Linked DNA regions of Zea mays: regions 1 and 2 are each linked to region 3. Evidence: chromatin contacts called from public Hi-C data. All regions are on one chromosome and are shown on one strand. The core of a region is the stretch at or near the end of the contact, and the rest is flanking DNA. Distances in the headings are between cores, read along the strand shown. Region 1 holds the start of LOC103629493 (ATP-dependent 6-phosphofructokinase 7). Region 2 holds the start of LOC100286386. Region 3 holds the start of LOC541662 (profilin).

Region 1 (4,218 bases), core at 884-3,383, 180 kb after region 3:
CTCTCACTTCACTTATATAATTGCTAAGTTCAATACTCACCTTATGGAAGCAATTAAGTGAAGAAGTCTTCTCCTCGCAGTCCCTTCATTCAGACTTGGCTCTTGACATATCTAATCTAATATTAGACCAAGTTTTCTTTGTTGAGCCATTTTTTACAGGATCGCATATTCACCCCTCCTCTAGGTGCTCTCACTTTGTCTGTCCCTTGACAAATTTGTGCAACCAGAGGACAGAGTGAGATACTCCAAGCCAAGGTTTGGCTAACTCCGACATTGATGTAGGCAAGCATTTCAGGCTTGGCTGAACCACGAGATAAATCTATGTGTCTGTTGTGTGCTTTGCTCGGCAATGTTCTCTATCTCTCTGTTTTTTAATTTACTATTTGCACTTCACTAGTTATCTTTGGTATAAATTGTTCTTGAAGTGCATGCTAGATTGAGAGAGGAACTTCAATTTCACTGCGACCTACTCGACGTGATCTTCATTCCGCTGCGATCAGACTTTGAGTAGTGTAAGAAGTTCTAAGTTTTACTGTTATTTTTTATTCGCCTATTCACTCCCTCTAGGTGACATCCAGATCCTGTTTCTCGGCAAAGGGAACTTTCAGTAGCCATCAAGACGTATTCAAGGATCTCGATAAAAGAAGCTACCATGGGGTCCACCTACTAGGACCATCGCTAGGGACCCATGCCACGGGGACCTCCCCGCCACCAGCTAGAGGATGGACTTAATGTCGGGTAACTTGGCATCGAGACACCTTGAAGGGATAGTTATATCACTAAATATTGTAAAGAGCTACAAGGAGACCTAGGGTCCATAGAACCCTAGAGCGTTCTAAGCATTTGGACTCATGGTGCCCTACGATAACGTAAGCATGAATAATCTAAGTTTTTGAGGATACTTGTGTCCTAGGGCTGTGATTAGCGCTCTGGGCCCTCTGGGTTTCTCATGCCTTGGGGCGCTCTAAGAGTATGCCATCGAGGCCCCTCGTGCCCCGAGGCTCTCATGATAGTATGTCCCTAGGCCCCTTGGGTCTTAGGATGATCATGAGAGAAAGTCCTCGAGCCCCTCAAATCTCGAGGTGCTCATAAGTCTAAGTCCCGAAGCCCTCATGTGCTGGGCAGTTCGAGCCCTAGAGCACTCAATGGCACTTAGACGTTAGGGGGCGTTGTTGGCCACGAGATCCTTAAAGTCCTTAGTCTCGCATCACAAATGTAGTCGGGCTCCAAACTCCTTGGGATATGAAGGCCCATCAAAACAAGTGACTCAACATGCGAGATCCTTAAATTCCTTGGTCTCACATCACAAATGCAGCCTTGCCCCAAACTTCTTGGGGCTTAAAGCCCTATTAGAACAAGGTTCAGTGTAAGTGTATTCCTATCTTAAGACAGTAGGATGTGACTGGACCCACCAAGGTTAGTATGACCTTGCAAGTTGGACCCCACATCTAAAAGCCTCGGATGGGTCCATAGCATTGGCTTAACGGGTAAGTCTCAGACACAATCCATTTAATCTGTTGTATACAATATTACAGGCCTAACAAGTGTGCTATTGCTATGACTTAAGTTGTAGAGTACTCGATAACACTATGTAGTACCTACAACGATCATGTTGTCATGTGTGTGCACGCGAAGTGTACGATAAACTTAGGGTAAAAAAGTCAAACGAATTATAAATTAGAACAGAGAGAGTATAATTTTTAACCAAATTTTATGAAATGAGGCACTTTAGAGTAGTTTTTCTACGTAGAGCCTCATATTTTAATTTGAGACACTAGTTCGAGGCATTGTTGGAGATGCTCTAACTAATAAAACACATATATAATTTGTTAAGATTTTTTATTATTTTTAATAGTTTTTCATACGACGAATATATGGAAAACCAGCATTTTTTGCCAGAAAAAATAGATAGATGTCGATTTATGTTCAGTCATACCTATGCTTGAGCCCGAATTTGGATTTATGTTTAGATATAGAGAGATAGATATAGAATTAATTACAGATGTCACCTTTTTTTGACGAAACTAGTACGTGACCGTACAGCATCGACAGCACGAATCTCACGGTTCGGCCCCACCGTACCTGAAAGGAAATGACCGGTCCCGCCAACAAGTGTCAGGCTGCGCATCCCTCCTCTTCCCGTATCGTCTCCGTCCCCACGCGGCCACGCCTCCACAGGCCGCGTCGTTCCCGCCGGCATCTCATTCGCTCGTCTCCGCCGGTCGACGTTACGCCGCGTCGCCACACGCCCCCCCGGCCGCTCCTATCGCTACCACCTCTCCTCTCCTGAAGCCACCCGGACGCCGGACGCAATGGATTTTTCAACCGCATCTACCTCCTCTCCCCATGGCGCCGCCGCCCGCGCCGCCTGCTGACTGGACCCCTGATCTAAGGCCCGTAGCCAGCGTGCCCGTGCCCATCACCGTTCCGAGCCCGCGGGACCACACTCACCACCACCACCACCTAGTCGATCGTCGGGACACGCCGCGGGGCCGCGCGTGGGAGCCGGAGCGGAACCGGCGCGGAGAGGCGATGGACGGTGCTGCAGTGGTCAAGCTGATGTCCGGCGAGGCTGGGTATGTCTTAGAAGACGTGCCGCACGTGTCAGACTACCTCCCCGATCTCCCGGTGAGTACCGGCGATCCGTGCGAAGGTGATCGATCTGGTGTTTGACGCGGTGAATGGTTGATTGAATGATCGGTCGTTGTTGCTCGAGGAGACGAGGGCGAGGTTGCCCGCTGCGTGGCATCGTGGTTTGAGAAAGTGGAATCCTAGGATGATTGGGTGCGAATCTGCTAGAAGCCGAGAACCTTAAAAGTCGTCAGCGACTTCTGTTACGGCTTTCAGTTTATTGTAGGACTTTCGTGACTGGAACATCCAGTGCTTTTGTCTATAGCAAATTGGCAATCGCCATTTGAGTGATCGACGAAGTACATGCCCAACATTTCCACTCTTTTCTGGTTTCTAGTTTGCTCATCAGTTATAGGCGGTTTGGCATTAGTTATGGAGTGTACGGATGAAATGTTGAATCTGAGAGATACTCAGAAGTCACCGATTTGTGACTAGGGGTGGTGATAGACGATCCAAATAATTTTGATCTCTTAATTAATTTTAGTTCAGAAATAAATAGAAATATAACTTGATCCTAATGTGATTTAATCCTTAAATTTTATATTGTAAAATTTAGAGCTTATTACCACATCTATCTGTGACCATGACACATTTTTTGTTTCATGCTGCAGACCTACCCAAATCCATTACAAGATAACCCGGCATACTCCGTTGTGAAGTAAGCTTGAAGTTGCTGGCTTGATTAGTTCTGTTTTTTTCCTTTTCTGCGTTGTACCTAACTTGCTCTCTTTCTTCTCCCTTAGGCAATACTTTGTAAACCCAGACGACACTGTCTGCCAGAAGGTGAATTGTCGCTGAACTTGCAGTCCACTCACATTTTTTCTGTCAAGAAATACTTCACTTCTCCAAAATATTTACATCAATCCTCAATGTAGATTGTTGTTCACAAGGATGGCCCCAGAGGGAACCACTTCCGTCGTGCCGGACCTCGCCAAAGGGTATACAAACCTTGTGCTTTTCACATTCTCTACGCTAATAGCAAAGCTAGGAGATAAGGGGGAGACAATATAATATCACTAACCTTGTAAGTTTCTTTCAAAAACCTTGTAAGTTTCTTTCGTTCTTTGTAACCTCTGGTTGTCTTGGTTAGGTATATTTTGAACCGGATGAGGTCCATGCATGCATTGTCACTTGTGGAGGATTGTGCCCGGGACTTAATACTGTGATTAGGGAAATTGTATGTGGATTATCTGACATGTATGGTGTCACCAAGATACTTGGGATTCAGGTAAAGTACATTACATCATTCCATGAAGTCTACATAAAGTACACAATCAATCATTCTCCCACAGGAGTTCTTCAAGCACTCACTTGATGTCCTCATCTTTTTTTTTTCACAGGGTGGGTATAGAGGCTTCTATGCTCGCAACACCATCACCTTGACTCCAAAGATTGTAAATGACATTCACAAAAGGGGTGGAACTGTTCTCGGATCATCTCGAGGAGGCCATGACACCGTGAAGATAGTTGACAGTATCCAAGATCGTGGCATAAATCAGGTAAATGAAACAAAATAACAATTATACTCTTAATCTTTTTCTCTTTTATGTATCACTCTGTCTTATTTCCTGGCACTGTGAAGACTCT
Region 2 (4,252 bases), core at 1,066-3,565, 240 kb before region 3:
ATTCTCTTGAAGTCACAAATAAAATGAGTCTTGATGTATTGCATATAAGCATATATGTGTTTTAACAACGCTGCCTACTTGTGGCACATTAAAAGCACTGGCCACTGAGCAATAGGAGACTCCACCGAAAACAATGGATCTGATTTGTACAAGTCAAATTCTCAATACTTGAAAACCTCCAAATATGTATCAACAGTGATTGATACTTTATGTTCTACTAGGTCAATACTCAATATTCAAATGTCCTGACACCTCAGGATAAATTAAATTTGAACATATCCTAGTTAAACAAGCAATTCACAGAAACAGAACAACATAACAGATTTCGAGCTAATTCCACGCAATAGCAAAAAAAAATATCAAGAAGCATTTCTTAGATGGAATGAAACAAGTACCTGACAGTGCTCCTCTGACAAAGCTTGATTTGAACGAATAATTTGATGCAGATCAGTATCCATCAATTCATAGGCAATATACACATCATTGAATGCCTCCCTCAATGGAGGAGGTATGATATCTCTTATTGCAACAATCTGCACCAAAAAAATGAATTTATGTCTCAAAGGTACATCACATCGAGCTCAAGTTGAACTTAAGTCAACAGCTCAGGGCAGGCTGAAAAGCACACACTTCATTCAAGCCACCCTGTAGTATAGCAAAGGCATACAGCTAAACGAAGTGAGCATTTATGCAACGCTTGTATAATGCAAAAATAAGACACAGCCTTTTGTCCTTAATTTTAAAATTTTGCTGTACATTACTCGTTAATATAGACAAGGTAGAGAAAAGCATGCAGTTTTCCCTTTTCTATGTTGTTTTACCACGTTAAGTAAAGTCAAGGTATAAGTAGCTGACCAAGGATGCACACGGTCTCAATCACGTACATTAATTAACTACTAAGCGCACCTTGCCTAATCTGAATTCCGAAGATTTGCTCCTACGCATAACCATCGAACAACTGAAAGGAACAGGAAGACACAACATTCGTGCAAATGGCTCATGTCAGCTTACTTAATTTATCAAGATAATGATTTAGCAGTTACAAATCTACTAATCGTAATCCAACTTATTTCAGCTCACTTCCAAACATGCAACAGGTTCCAAGTTGTAACGGCAGGCCATTCTTGTAACCGCCTTTCACATTCCGACATGAAAAACATACACTATGACATGCTAAAAACGATTCTTCGACCATATGCATAGACTGGCCAAATCCAACAAAATTGGGAATGCTGTGACTTAGTCCTTCCTCCTTCGCATTAAAGGTCCAAAATCAGCAAACATACCAAAAAGTCTACAGAAGTCTTTCCAGTACTTACTAACACAAGACCCTAGTGTCCTACCAACCGAGTATCCGCCACTATATTCCCATCCCATTGGGATGATCTAGCAAAAAGGCAAGCACTAGGTTGGTCCTCAAGTGACCCACTCACTTTTGACATCAGCAGGCAGGAGCACCATGCACTGCTGCTCCAGATTGTCTCGTCATTTCTGCCCTCAAGTTTTTCAAGAACACAATGAAAAGCATCCCAAAAGGTGGTTGGCTCCTCAAAAGGCATGGCTACGATTGGTATTCCCGAACTTCACCTCCCAGCCAAGACGAGGGAGGGGATGTTCTCCTAGGCTAGGCGAGCTGTCGCGAACGAAGTCAACCGTTTAAGTAACTAACCCCGACCTCCACCAAAATTCAATGCGACCAAAAGGCGAGCATTTAACGAGGATCTCCGGTATGCTCCTCGCTAAAAAAAAGGAAATTCTAGGACCGCTGGACGGATCGGGGGTGGCTCAGGCGACTGACATTCTCGTGGTCCATGTGGCGGAGCAGCTTGATCTCGCGGAGCGTGCGCTTGGCATCGATCTTGTTGTCGAAGGCGTTGGCGATCTTCTTGATGGCCACCTGCTCTGCCGTCTCGGAGTTGAGCGCCGAGCTGGGCAGGTCACAAATCAGAAGGCCAGTCAGTCGCACAACAAACGATGCGAATCGGAGTGAGGGGAGGGCGGGCGGACCAGACGATGCCGTAGGCGCCCTTGCCGATGGGGAGGATGGGGGGCTTGTACTTGGAGGTGACCTCGAACACGTTGCCGAAGATGTTGTACTGGATGAAGCGGCCACCGTGGCTGAGCGTCGCGTGGATGTTCTCCATCATCCCGGCCCCGCCCGCCGGCTGCTGCGGCGGCGGCGGCGGCTGCCCCCCGCCGCCCAAGCCGGCGTCTGTCATCTCCGTGTCCGGGGGCTGCCCCCCGCCGTCCATCGCCGGACCGGATTTAGATCGCGCCGAGGAGAGGGGGCCGGAAGGGAAAGTGCCAAAAGTGGGGGTGCAGGTGGGGCGAATATGCCCAATTCGTTGCTGCGAGTTTTGGGTTGCTTTCGAGGCTGAAGCTCCTCTCTCTCTCTCTCTATGTGTGTTTTATTATTTTTTCATTAAAATGATTGAGAGCGCAAAGTAGATGGTGAATATCTTGTTTATCCCGTAAAACGCTTTTTACTTTTGCTCTCAATCTTTGTAGAGACCTGTTCGTTTTCTCTCCAATTCATATGAATCCGAGATGATTAGATAGATTTCAATCCATAGTAAGTCAAAATCTCTACTAATTTTTTAATTACATACAATCTATGTGATATAGTAATAACTGAACAAGGCCTAGATTGGATGAGATTGGGTGGATTTAAATTCAAAATAAGTCAAAATCTTTCATAATTTTTTCCTAATCTCATCTAATCTATATGGGATATGAGATAAGAATAACCGAAAAAGTCCTAATAGTCAAATATATAGAGAGACTAGGAACGGACAACAAATGGTTTGTTTACCCGTTCGATTATTATAAAGTGAGAGAGATCAAAAGACATTGGTTCATGAACTGATGTCTTCTTGAAAATGTGTCTGTTCTTCATTTATGCTGATGAGATCATCAAATGTTAATTTCTTTTAATACCATCCTTAATCAAATCCATTTTTGTTGAGATCAACTTGGAATATATAACTATTTAATTTCTAATATGATCTTAAAAACCATGTGCGAAAAATAGATGATATGACATATATATCCTATGTTGATTTCACCTCACTAAAAACTTCATGCGATAAAACCTCTAAGTGAAAAAATCATATATTGAAAAGAGTATAGTATATAGAAAATTTCATATATTGAAAAGAGTATAGCATCAAAAACAAACAACACAAGTTAAAAAAAATCTAGACTTTCGTCCTTAAGTTATCACTCCAAAATTTGGAGTGTTAGTTTGAGAACAAAGGTCTTTAAAAGTAGATGTGAATAAAATAATATTAAACAAGATAATAATGAACAATAAAGTATAAAACTCATCTCGTGAGCCTTAGCATTATTTATTCCATCTTTCTTCGTATACATAAGTTCAGAAATATACCTTCGGCTTCTTTGCACAATATAGCTCGAAGGTACTCTGAAAGTTAAGCAAAGTGAAGCTTAAGGCCCTCCAAAAGTGAGGTTATGCATGACATTATTTACCTATTTATAGTCACGGGGTACAACTTTGATGAAATTATAATTCACACCCTCAAGACTATACATTTGAGATATACTACACAATGAGGGTGAAGTTGTCTTTTCCCTTCATCACTTTTGTGAGAACTTCAACTTCACCGTACTTCGTGTTTTGTCCATTGTTCCTTCACAGTAATATTCCGAATCATGCTTCTTTCCCTCTAACTAATCCATCCGAAGGTACTCTGAGCAAGGGTACTTATAATACTTAAAAATATATTAGAAAACAACCATTATCTTGGTGTTTTGAGGACCTTCGTAAGAAAAAGACCCCCAACAGTAATGTTAACTAGGTTATATTTTTGTGAGTGACACTCCTCTTGATTCTTGTAAATCTTTAAGTTGTCTCATACCTATTCTTTTAACATATTTTGAAAAATGTGGAATGTGTTAATGATTTTGTGAATAAATTAGTAATTTTATCACAATACTTAGTTTGCAATATATTCATGAGGATAAAACACTTTTGAGGCAATATGCCTTGTAATATTACTCTTAATATAATTTGCCTCTATCTAAACAACACATGCAACATAAAATATGGTTGGTTAATTAATTGGACCAATACCACAAAAAATGAGTTATGTTCTGCGAAGTCAAACACGTTCTTTAGAAGCTTCATATAATGCAATAATTTAAGAATCATTAGTGGAAGTAACTAATGCAGTTTGTTTGGAGGAGTTCTATGGGATAGCGGTTCCACCTTGTAAATATACAAAACTGGTTT
Region 3 (4,266 bases), core at 668-3,167:
TACATCAACTAGTGGCAGTCTAAGGATTCGCTGCTAACTAGTGTGCCATGTTACAAGTCAGTTTTCATTATTTAATGGATGCAACCATGATTTAATGACAACGTACACAAACCACAAGGTGATACGGCCTACAGTACAAATTACTGCCCACTGCGTAGAGTGATCTTGAATACATGCTACAAAAACTTGCAGATGCAGCTAACAGAGTTCAGCAGGAATATTAATTAACTGAAAGTGATCATGACCATGTATCCAGGCATATTTGATACAGTATTCCTCTTGCGTAATAATTCTATAAGAGCTTGATCCATTTAGATATCATAACACTAATATAGTGCTTCCTCCGCTTTCGAATATTTGTCGACCGTTAGTTCATTTTTGAGCTAAAACGCAACAAATAAAAAAGAATGGAGGGAGTACTACAAATATGAATTGAGTTTGTTTTTTCGGTAAAATTAACATAAGCATACGAAAAAGGGAATGATCAAAGCATTTCTTCTATCAGACAATCTGTTCCCCACTGTACCTTCTTTCCTCGGATGACAACTCCAGGTTCACCTTGGATCACCATGTACTTTGTACCTCCAACGAAAAGACCAGTTGGTGCAAGAGTACCAGGTTCATCAAAGTCCTTTATGATACCAGCAACCTCCTCAGGCTTTAACTGCAACAAGAAGCAGGAAACATGGACATGAGAACACAGGGATAAGAGACCGCAGAAGAAAGAGTTGATGGATCATATTGTGAACACAAGGATGTAAGGATGTAACAATTGACGACACTCGTGACGCCCTACATAAGAATAGAAATATAAACTCAAACTCTGCTAGAACAAACAAATGTATAAAGCATCGCACAATCCAAGTACTCCATATACCACAACACCATGGTGAAATAAAAGGCCCGGACAAGCATGTACTGCTGTACACTACTGACTATGGCAGTTATTTTTTTCCAAATTACATGATTTATTTTCCTTGCCTAGCCATTTGGCCTATGGAACAATGCAGGCCACAAGCTGTGACCAACCACGGAACACAATACAGATTCCCAGATCCCAACCGAAAGTTACTTTTCATTTAATAAGTGCCTCACACACAGGTAGTGGCATCAGGAAATCATCATTTGATGAAAACTAAAATTTTGCGTTTTGGATCAATCACACAACTGTCGCTATATAGGAATAAACACATGCAGCTCGGCCATTGGTGCATCTCTAGCAGCCACTCAAATTTTACATGTAAAACAAATTGCTCTACTGCTGCTGAACGATCACTACCACTGTCCACTGGTAAGTAAGTCTATTCAAGCGAACAACCAAATCAGGTCGGACGCCAACAGCCCGATCCGGCCATCCCTCACTAGCAAATCCACAGTACGCAGATCATCAAGCTTGATCTCAGCTATATTGGCATCAAACGCCCGGAGAACAGCAGCAGCAGCAACCACGTCACCGAGGGAAGGGGCCTTAGATCCGCATCTCGCCTCAGCGACCGAGATCCGGACATCCCCTCGCTCCGATCCGGCCGGGCCGCACGGCTGGGGCAGATCCAGAGTCGCGCGGGTCTAAATCAGCGCAGGAGCACTGAACATGGATAAAGCAACTAAGCAAGTAGAGCGGGAAGAGATAAGGTGGGAGTGAATGACCTCGGGGAAGCTCTCGGACTGCGCCCAAACGCTGCCGTCGTGACCGACGATGGCGGCGGCGCTGAGATGCTGTCCTTCGATCTCGCACATCAGGTGCTCGTCGACGTACGCCTGCCACGACATCTTGCTCCGCGCCTTTCCTTCCGGCGACGACTACGCTTCTTCTTGTTGTGGTCTGCTTGGTTCGCACGCGGTGTCTCGGTTGGACGGCTGGAGACTGGGGGTGCTGGGGAATATATCGGTTGCGTGGTTTGTGGGTCGACACTCGACAGGCCGTGGAATGGAACCCTACTTTTCCTCCACTTCTCTTTTTCAATTTTTATTTTTATTCTTTTTCCATTGGTTTTCCCAAATATTTGTTTCATTGAAATGTTCTTTGAAGATGAGCAGACGGAATAGGATTTATTTATCTTATAAAAAGCAATTTAGAGAGGCCTATTAATTTAATCCTAAATTAAGAGACAAGCTTTGAAAACACTAGTGTCATATGTCAAGAAAAAACACTTTACTAAATAAAATTTAGGTGCGTGAATTTTAGCTTACTTTTAGACGACCTTTATTACATATATTTTATTACAAATTTAGTTCGTTAACATATAATTTGCAATTTTAGATTGATAATAAAACATGTTAGACAAAATTATAAAATCGACAAAATCTTACCAGTAATGCAAAAAAAAGTTAACAATCTATAATTATTTTTGTAGTTAGATAAAGATAAAATATAATATACTATAATATATTTATAAATATAATTAATAATCCACAAACAAATTATGTACTCTTTCATGTATTTTTATTAATTAATTAATTTGTGCATTTTATATGTTCTGCACAAAGATGCATGGTCATTGACCATGCCGAGGGGGCATTCAAATCCAGCAAGGTGAGGCTCGCCGCGCAGGCCTGTATATGCGGCCGCTCGCCCATTGGTTTATGCGCTCATGGTCCGTTGGTTCGGCGAAAGCAAGAAACAAGCAGCAAACCGCCTCAACACGATCCTACCCCTTGGTGTGTGAGGTAATCGACAAAGTTTTGAAAATACTTGGGGAAGACTTTATCAAGTATGACACTTGATAAAAAAGGTCTTGGTGAACTGACATCGGCAACGGTCTTTAACCGAGTATTTTTTGTCGGACACTCGGCAACCACTCGGTACTCGGCAAAAAAAAGTCGACGTCACGGCGACAGATGACAGCGACGGAGACTTCGCTGAGTGTCACGGTGACACTCGACAAAGAGTGGACTTTGCCGAGTGCCACGGTGACACTCTGCAAAGGCTCACTCTTTGTCGAGTGTCTATTGTACTAGCACTCGACAAATAAACTCATCGTGTGTCCTTTGCCAGTTCCTTTGCCGGGCGTATTAGGTGGCACTCGGCAAAGACTTTATCTTTGCCGTGTGTCTGCCGGACTACCACTCATCAAAGGAATCATCAGTGGGCTCCTTTGTCAGTTCCTTTGCCGAGTACACTAGGAGGCTCTCGGCAAAAGTTGCTTCTTTGCCGAGTGCTAAGGCCACAACACTCGGCAAAGAAGCTTTATCGGTTCCCATGTGTGCCTTCTTTGCCGAATGATATGACTGTGACACTCGGCAAAGTACCTCTTTGCTGAGTGTTACACTCGCCAAAAGTGGCCAACATACCCTTTTTATTTGTTTTTATTATTCCATCCAAACAAACAAAAAATATATCACATAATCATCACATATATCACATATACATCACATATCTCACAAAGACCATAAATCTCATAAATATCACCACATCAAACAAGTTTGAACACAAACATAAGTCTCCAACACTCACAAACATAAGTCTCAACTACCTCAGAAAGCATTACCAACATCAACAAGTTCAGACCAAGTTATCTCACAAAGTATTAATAACACCAACAAAGATAAGATCATGTGCACAAAGTATTTCAGCGAGGTGGGCGGCTGGACTGGTGCGGCGATGGGCTGGGCGATCCATGAGGGTTGTCGGATGTCGCCCTAAATTGTCGCTGCATAGAGAAGAGATTGCATGTGTTATACCAGATGAATATATATCATGCAGAACTAGAACTTTGATACTCACAGAAGTATGGAACTGAGCAGGGTCAACTAGAGGGAACAACGGAGGTGGTGGAGTAAAATCTTGTGCGGCGCGAAGGCTCTGCATGTACTGAAACATTTCTGCCATCCTCTACTGATCTGTCAAGCGGGCCACCCGCTCCGCCTCCTGCTCTGCCATCATCCTCACCTCCATCTCCTGTTGTTCCCTCCTCTCTTCTTCAAGATGGGCATGTAATAGTTAACCCAAATATTATAATAACTCAAAGAGAAGGTATATAACTCAAGGAATGACGAGTTACAGAAGCACTAACCTGGAGTTGTTGTATCTGATGATATGAGCTGTCCTACCGAGGTTGTATGGTTGGGCTCGAGCTCGTGCTCCTTGCTCGCACCTGAGACAGAGTGTGAGTGGACGATGAGTCGATTGCCCCATCGACAATCCAGTACCGCCCATGCCTCTTGCCTCCTCCGACCCTCATGAGGACATCTCTATCGATGTCCTCAGTCCTCGGATCGTAATTTGGCCCATGGACCTCCTGTGCCATGGCAGTGTACTCACTTAGG

The links. A called contact is a pair of places that touch in the nucleus more often than the background predicts.
Region 1: a Hi-C map of tassel shows a contact between it and region 3, with 2.9 times the contacts expected there. The contact joins the promoter of LOC103629493 here to the promoter of LOC541662 in region 3. A contact is called at or near these places in 2 of 25 Hi-C or Micro-C datasets (ear and tassel).
Region 2: a contact with region 3 is called in a Hi-C map of tassel, with 2.3 times the contacts expected there. The contact joins the promoter of LOC100286386 here to the promoter of LOC541662 in region 3. A contact is called at or near these places in 3 of 25 Hi-C or Micro-C datasets (bundle sheath, ear and tassel).

The regions. Positions count from the first base shown.
Region 1 is chr6:83,564,707-83,568,924 of Zm-B73-REFERENCE-NAM-5.0, reverse strand. LOC103629493 (ATP-dependent 6-phosphofructokinase 7) reads left to right here and starts at 2,133. Exons shown (of 14, transcript XM_008650598.2): 1 at 2,133-2,628; 2 at 3,243-3,289; 3 at 3,375-3,414; 4 at 3,507-3,569; 5 at 3,722-3,859; 6 at 3,972-4,130. The coding sequence starts at 2,347.
Region 2 is chr6:83,989,340-83,993,591 of Zm-B73-REFERENCE-NAM-5.0, reverse strand. LOC100286386 reads right to left here and starts at 2,315. Exons shown (of 6, transcript NM_001159273.2): 1 at 2,008-2,315; 2 at 1,799-1,928; 3 at 396-533. The coding sequence starts at 2,252.
Region 3 is chr6:83,746,132-83,750,397 of Zm-B73-REFERENCE-NAM-5.0, reverse strand. LOC541662 (profilin) reads right to left here and starts at 1,917. Exons shown (of 3, transcript NM_001111415.2): 1 at 1,648-1,917; 2 at 527-664. The coding sequence starts at 1,770.